2 separate regions of the Zea mays genome follow, and region 1 is linked to region 2. Evidence: chromatin contacts called from public Hi-C data. All regions are on one chromosome and are shown on one strand. Each heading gives the region's core, a stretch centred on a gene start, on an enhancer-like site or on the middle of the called end of the contact. The rest is flanking DNA. Distances are from core to core; before and after follow the strand shown. Region 1 overlaps LOC100192760 (myosin heavy chain). Region 2 holds the start of LOC103650814 (unconventional prefoldin RPB5 interactor).

Evidence for each region. Hi-C and Micro-C count contacts between places; a contact is called where the count stands out from the background.
Region 1: a Hi-C map of tassel shows a contact between it and region 2, with 4 times the contacts expected there. The contact joins the enhancer-like site here to the promoter of LOC103650814 in region 2. A contact is called at or near these places in 7 of 25 Hi-C or Micro-C datasets (ear, leaf, root tip and 2 more) and 1 of 3 datasets of contacts at active chromatin or transcription factors (leaf).

What each region holds. Positions count from the first base shown.
Region 1 is chr3:158,579,393-158,582,113 of Zm-B73-REFERENCE-NAM-5.0, forward strand. It overlaps LOC100192760 (myosin heavy chain), which reads left to right. Exons shown (of 17, transcript NM_001309857.1): 16 at 1-7; 17 at 425-963. The coding sequence ends at 531. Among protein-coding and RNA genes, the nearest start is that of LOC100192760, 12 kb to the left of the region's middle. Within about 2 kb of position 1,454, at least 19 of the 20 cell types and tissues checked have an H3K27ac peak or open chromatin away from gene starts, as enhancers often do. A contact at or near this core is called in ear, leaf, root tip and 1 more, where this site is marked.
Region 2 is chr3:158,361,474-158,364,173 of Zm-B73-REFERENCE-NAM-5.0, forward strand. It overlaps LOC103650814 (unconventional prefoldin RPB5 interactor), which reads right to left and starts at 1,257. Exons shown (of 11, transcript XM_008676390.4): 1 at 603-1,257. The coding sequence starts at 806.

The DNA.
Region 1 (2,721 bases), core at 204-2,703, 220 kb after region 2:
ATCGATGGTATGATGCTTGCATGTTACTAGTTACTAATCTAATTAACTTTTGGCAGGTATTGCTGTTTAATTTACTGAAATGCTCATAGGATGGACTTAAATCTCCTTTCTTTTGAACTTTTGTGGCGCATGATTATGAGTGGACTTAAGTCTGCAGTTCCTTTTGAGCATTTCACCCCAAAGAATGACCGGGCAGTCTTGTTGCTGTTGGAAGTGCAAGCCACTTTTGTAGGAAACAAAAATATTGTTTTAGATGTGTTTATGCATGAACTAGCTAAACATTGCTATGCAAAATATGGCCTTCTATACATGCTGTCTATTTGTTAGTTTTTTCTTGCCTTTTTGCATCAGATCAGCTGTTCTGATCCAAGGCGGCATATTTTACATTGCCTTGACTGCGGTTCTGTCAATTTTATGACTGCAGTGGAGAGAGGTCTAACAGAGCTGAGGAAATTGGGCATAGAGCAGCAACTGTGGGAGGGCTCGCGAGCAGATATAGATCAAGCTTCTTTGGCGATGGAGAATCAGTAAGAATTTTCCACGGCTGTCTATGCTTCGTGTATCATCCCAGTTTTGGAGAAACGGGAACTCCATTTCCCAGCAGGTCTCGGCCCTTTGCATCATCAGGTATCACAGTCACAGGATTGTGCTCCGATCTTGGGGTGTGACCGATGGACTTCCGATGAGTTTGTGTAGTGCATGTGCAAGCCATTCATCTGTTGTTATTAAAATAGCTTTGTGAAATGTGTAATAGCTCTGCTTTGGCAAGAGAAACGATGGCAACGACGACCCCACTTCCAGCAATTGTGAATTTTGTGATTATCCCACCTTGTTTGTTCTCTGCTGTCGAGCCCAACCTCTCCGCACCAGGGAACGTGTGTGTTCCTGCAACGGATGAACGAAATGGTTTTTGTGTATCTCTGGGTAGTATGAGTTCTGTGCAAATGGTTCTGGAGTTTTCTATAAGATCTTAAAAACCATCACCCTTCGATCCAGCATCATCTCTGTTTTATGGCTGGTCTTCATCATGTCAAGTCAAGCAGAAGATGTGACATTTGCATGGCCCTCCGCTCCTGTGCTACTCCCTTCCCTTGCAGTTGGAAGGACGGCCACACTACAAGGTTAGTTCTGCTGTCTGTACGAGACATTTGTTCGCACGTACATACACCTGCAGCCTCGTTTGTTCCCTGACATGTTTGCGCCTGGCCTGCTGATTGATCACGATCAGGTAGGTCACACGTTACAAGCGGATTTGGAGCCGATTCCTCATCGCCACCCACAGGCCACAGGCGATTCCTCATCATCTCACACCTTGACCTGAAGTAAAGTAACGCGAGCCGCAGGTACGCTGTTGGCGCCGCCCGTCCCTTTCGAGTTCGTCACATGCCGTCGTTACCAAACACGCAGCGGAACAGAACCCAGCCCAGACTTGTCCTTGCACGGACGCCACATGCAGAAACATACCGCCGGCGCCGCCTGCCTGCCTATCTGCATCCAGTATGGCATGGGACGCCCCACATTCACTCTCACCCTTGGTTTTCACGACCAAGACATGATGTGTGTATACTGTGCTGTGCCCGTGCAACTCTCTCCAACGGAGCCGGCGCTTGTTCCAGCCAGACACTGAGCACCACCAAGATCTACTCGGTTCGGTTTCAATGAGATCCAGCCATGGCCGGTTGCATGGCGAGGAGGGAAGCCGGCGACCTGGCTGGCTGGCTGGCCGGCGGCGATTGGTGAGGCGTCCTTGTACGTCGGTCGATTAGATGGGGGTGCTAGCTAGCAAGAATTAATCAATCGCCCTTTCTACTTTGCTGGAGGAGGGATGGGGAGGGGTCAAAATGGGTTTAGGGCCGTCACGGGAAGCCTGGGGGGGTGCCGCTCGCCTTTCCGCTTATTTATTCCCGCAAGGTTCCCTTTCATTTCATAGCTTCCGTCGCCGGGCATTCACCCAACCCAAAACCATCGGCCGGTCGTCGTGCCCATGTTGCCTGCTCATTCCCTCGCCAGCACGCCAGAGGGGCCCAGCCCTCGCCGTCGTCGTCGCATACGGTTGGCGTTGGCGTTGGCTACTAGCGCTGCAGCTGTGCCCGCGGTTTGCTCTGGTGGCTCCAGATCCGTTCGTCTCTCTGCACTGTGCTGTTGCAGTGTGTGGTCTAATGAACGTTTGGAGAGTATACTGTATGAAGCTTATGTGGTTGTAATGCAGGTTTAGCTCATACATCAATGACGACGATAATCTCTATCTCTACTATATTAAAGCATCAGTTTTAATGGTCGTTCCGCGTAATTTTTTTTACAAAGAACTCCTTGTATTTCTTCAAAATCAACCCGCAGTCCTAGATCATATCTCATCTCTATCCTATATGTTCGCACAACATCGTTCTCGCAGCTGTCGCCCTAGCAACAAGCCCTATCCATTTCGCAACAACCTTTGCCTGCTTCTTATGCCGTTGTACATTAAATTTTAAGTGGAACCAACTATGCATTTGGAAATGAGTACAAGGCTTGTAAAAACGGAAAATATTTTTATTGTTTGATATGATACTCTAAAGATAAGAACAAGTATGCATTTCAGTAATCATGTCAAGCATTAGGGGATAAACTTGTTGTATTTGGTATTTCAGGAATGATCTTGTTGGCGTACTTGTGCTTTTCTATGTCTTGCTAAACTTGGAGAAAATTGTTAAGCCATCACCATAAATGAATTTGCATGTGTTA
Region 2 (2,700 bases), core at 7-2,506:
TTGTTGAAAAATATTTAAAGCAGTAAAGCACACAAGGTTGAAATTAAGAGATCTATATTTCCCTACAGAACAACAAAAGGAATCCCCTCAAGCTCTGAAATCAATTGAGAATGTAAATCTAGTCATTGAACTAATTAGTTATTATGTATAGCTACAATACGCCCAATGCCTAAGGCTGTCTCCAGCAACTCTCCTATCTCATCCCATATTTCAAGCTTCACTCAATGTCGTGCCCCCTATTTTACACGATCCACTAAAGACAGCCTAAAAGCGGACGACAAGAGACAAATTACTAGTACCAGTAACTAGGTACATACTTCAGTTTTCGTGCTACCAAACTGAGAGATTTGCTATTTTGCCATTATTGTTAGTGGGTCTCGAAAATTTGTCATCAGACCTACAAATCATAGACACAAATGGACTCACTAATCATAGACAGAAAATTAAGGAGGCAATGATCTGAGTGGCAAAATACCAATTATTCCCCACGGACTTCAGTCACCAAAAAATGAGGAAATTGAAAATAGCAGGTGAAGTACCATTTTTGTAGAAGAAGACACAGATAGCTGCTAGTTCATACTTGAGGTATAGAAGGTAAGGACCATGATTTCGTGGGAGAGTTCGACTGGGAGCCTGTTGACGAGGGAGACGAGGGCCGCGTTGTCGGCGACGAAGCCCAGTAGGTGCCCGAGCTCGGCGCGGCGGCCAGCGATGGACTCGGCCACCCTCGCCACGGCCCTCTTCGTCTCCTCTGGCGAGAATACGGCGCCCAGTGGCGTCGCCGTCCCCTTCCTCGGCGCAGCCATCGCTCTCCGCTTCCCCACCTCCCGACCAGAGAACGCGCTACGTCCCGGACTGCAAACTCAGTACGGCGTTCACCTGGCGTGCCTGGCAACCTTCTCCCCGGAGAGCCCTAGAGCTCGCCTCCTGCGTACGGCCCTGCCCCGTGCTTAATTTGTTGGCCGATCGCGCGCGCGAGTCGCTTCTCCCACCACAGCAGAGGGAAACGACGAGGACCAGCTACAAAGCGATGAATCTAACCGGCCCGGATGGAGGACGCCTCCCCGTCGATGGAGGTTGGGACTCGGAGCGGTGGCGGGAGAGAATCTTGAGAACAAACGGGAGGCGGCGGTGGCGGAGTGGGAGCTCCGCCGGACAACCCCGGTGCCAGTACGCACCAGCGGCCCAGCTCAATATTTTTTTTTTGCAGCCCAATAACGTCTCGATGGCCCAACCTAGGGCGCTGGGACGCAACGTGCAAGGCCGGCAGACCGCACGAGGAGCGGAGGAGGGAGGGGGTAACAAAAAAAAAGTTTATTTTGTGTTTCTCAACTATCCAAAAAAGTCAGTTTTTCTAAGTTTTTTTTCTCAAACAGAGATGTAAATCATTATATTAAAAAGAAAAGAAGCCTAAAAATAAGTAAGTACAAACTGCACCAAGGCAGGCACAAACAGACACCAAAACCCAAAAACTCTAAAAAGGCTACAACTCCAACACCTTCACCTCACCAGCCATACATTATAAACTAGCCTCACCTTTAAGGTCTAAAAAGAGCTTGGAAATATTAGGAAAAACCTCATAAAAACACAAGCATTGTGATGCTTCCAAAGGATCCAAGATACTAGAAATTATAAGACCAAAAATAGTTCTTCTCTCATCTATCAAAATCGTGGATGTTTCTCTCAGTGGTTTTTCTTCTTCTTTTATGTTTGGTTTGTCAGAATTTATAAAAATCATAATATATCACAGAAATAAAATGGAAAAATTAATTATGTTAGCCTTACCGAGTAGAATATGCATAATGAACATATGACATATGTCTTCAATATTAAAATACTAGTTTACATGGTTCAACGGTTCTTACGATTGTTGATTTTGCAAAAGAACCCTTACACTTATCTCTACTTAGATCACCAGTTTCCACCATGCATTGAAAGCCTTGCGCGTAAAACTTATCTCTACTATATAAAACACCAGTTTCAACGGTCGTCCTGCGTCACGGATCTCCTTCCCGCTCAATGCAAAAATAAAGTAAATTATGCATAAATTCGAGGTTTGAATCTTAGCTATTAGCTACACATTCACACTCACCTAACCAATAGAACACATATTTTTGTGTTTTATTAAAACAAAGTCTGCTCATATGATATATAAAAACCATGACAATACACAGGTGACTGACTAGTTATACTTTAATAAACAAGTTTTTGTTTATATATGTTTTTTATAATTAATTCATAGTTGTGTTTTCTATGATATGATTGTAGTGAAATTTTTAGGGTGTGGGTGAAACAATGCATGTTTGAGCTATAGTAAAACTTTCGTGCTCATCATATATGACTGAGTTATATATTTATCTAGGTTTATGTTTGTTAAATAGTTTTAAAATCTATAACTCATTTATAGATAACCCAAAGTACAATTTTTTTATAGACTCCACATGAGTAGATATTGAGTGAAGATACAATATGATATGCCTTTGTACAAATTTTTTGTATAGATAATCCAAAGTACAATTTTTTATAGACTCCACATGAGTAGATATTGAGTGAAGATACAATATAGAGATGCCTTTGTACGAATTTTTTGTTTTAAGTTTGGATCTACACTTTCCTGAAATTGATTCATAGTTGTAGTTTTTGTGGCTCAGCTGTAGTGATATTTTTATGGTGGGATGGTAATTTTATGCTTGAGATGTA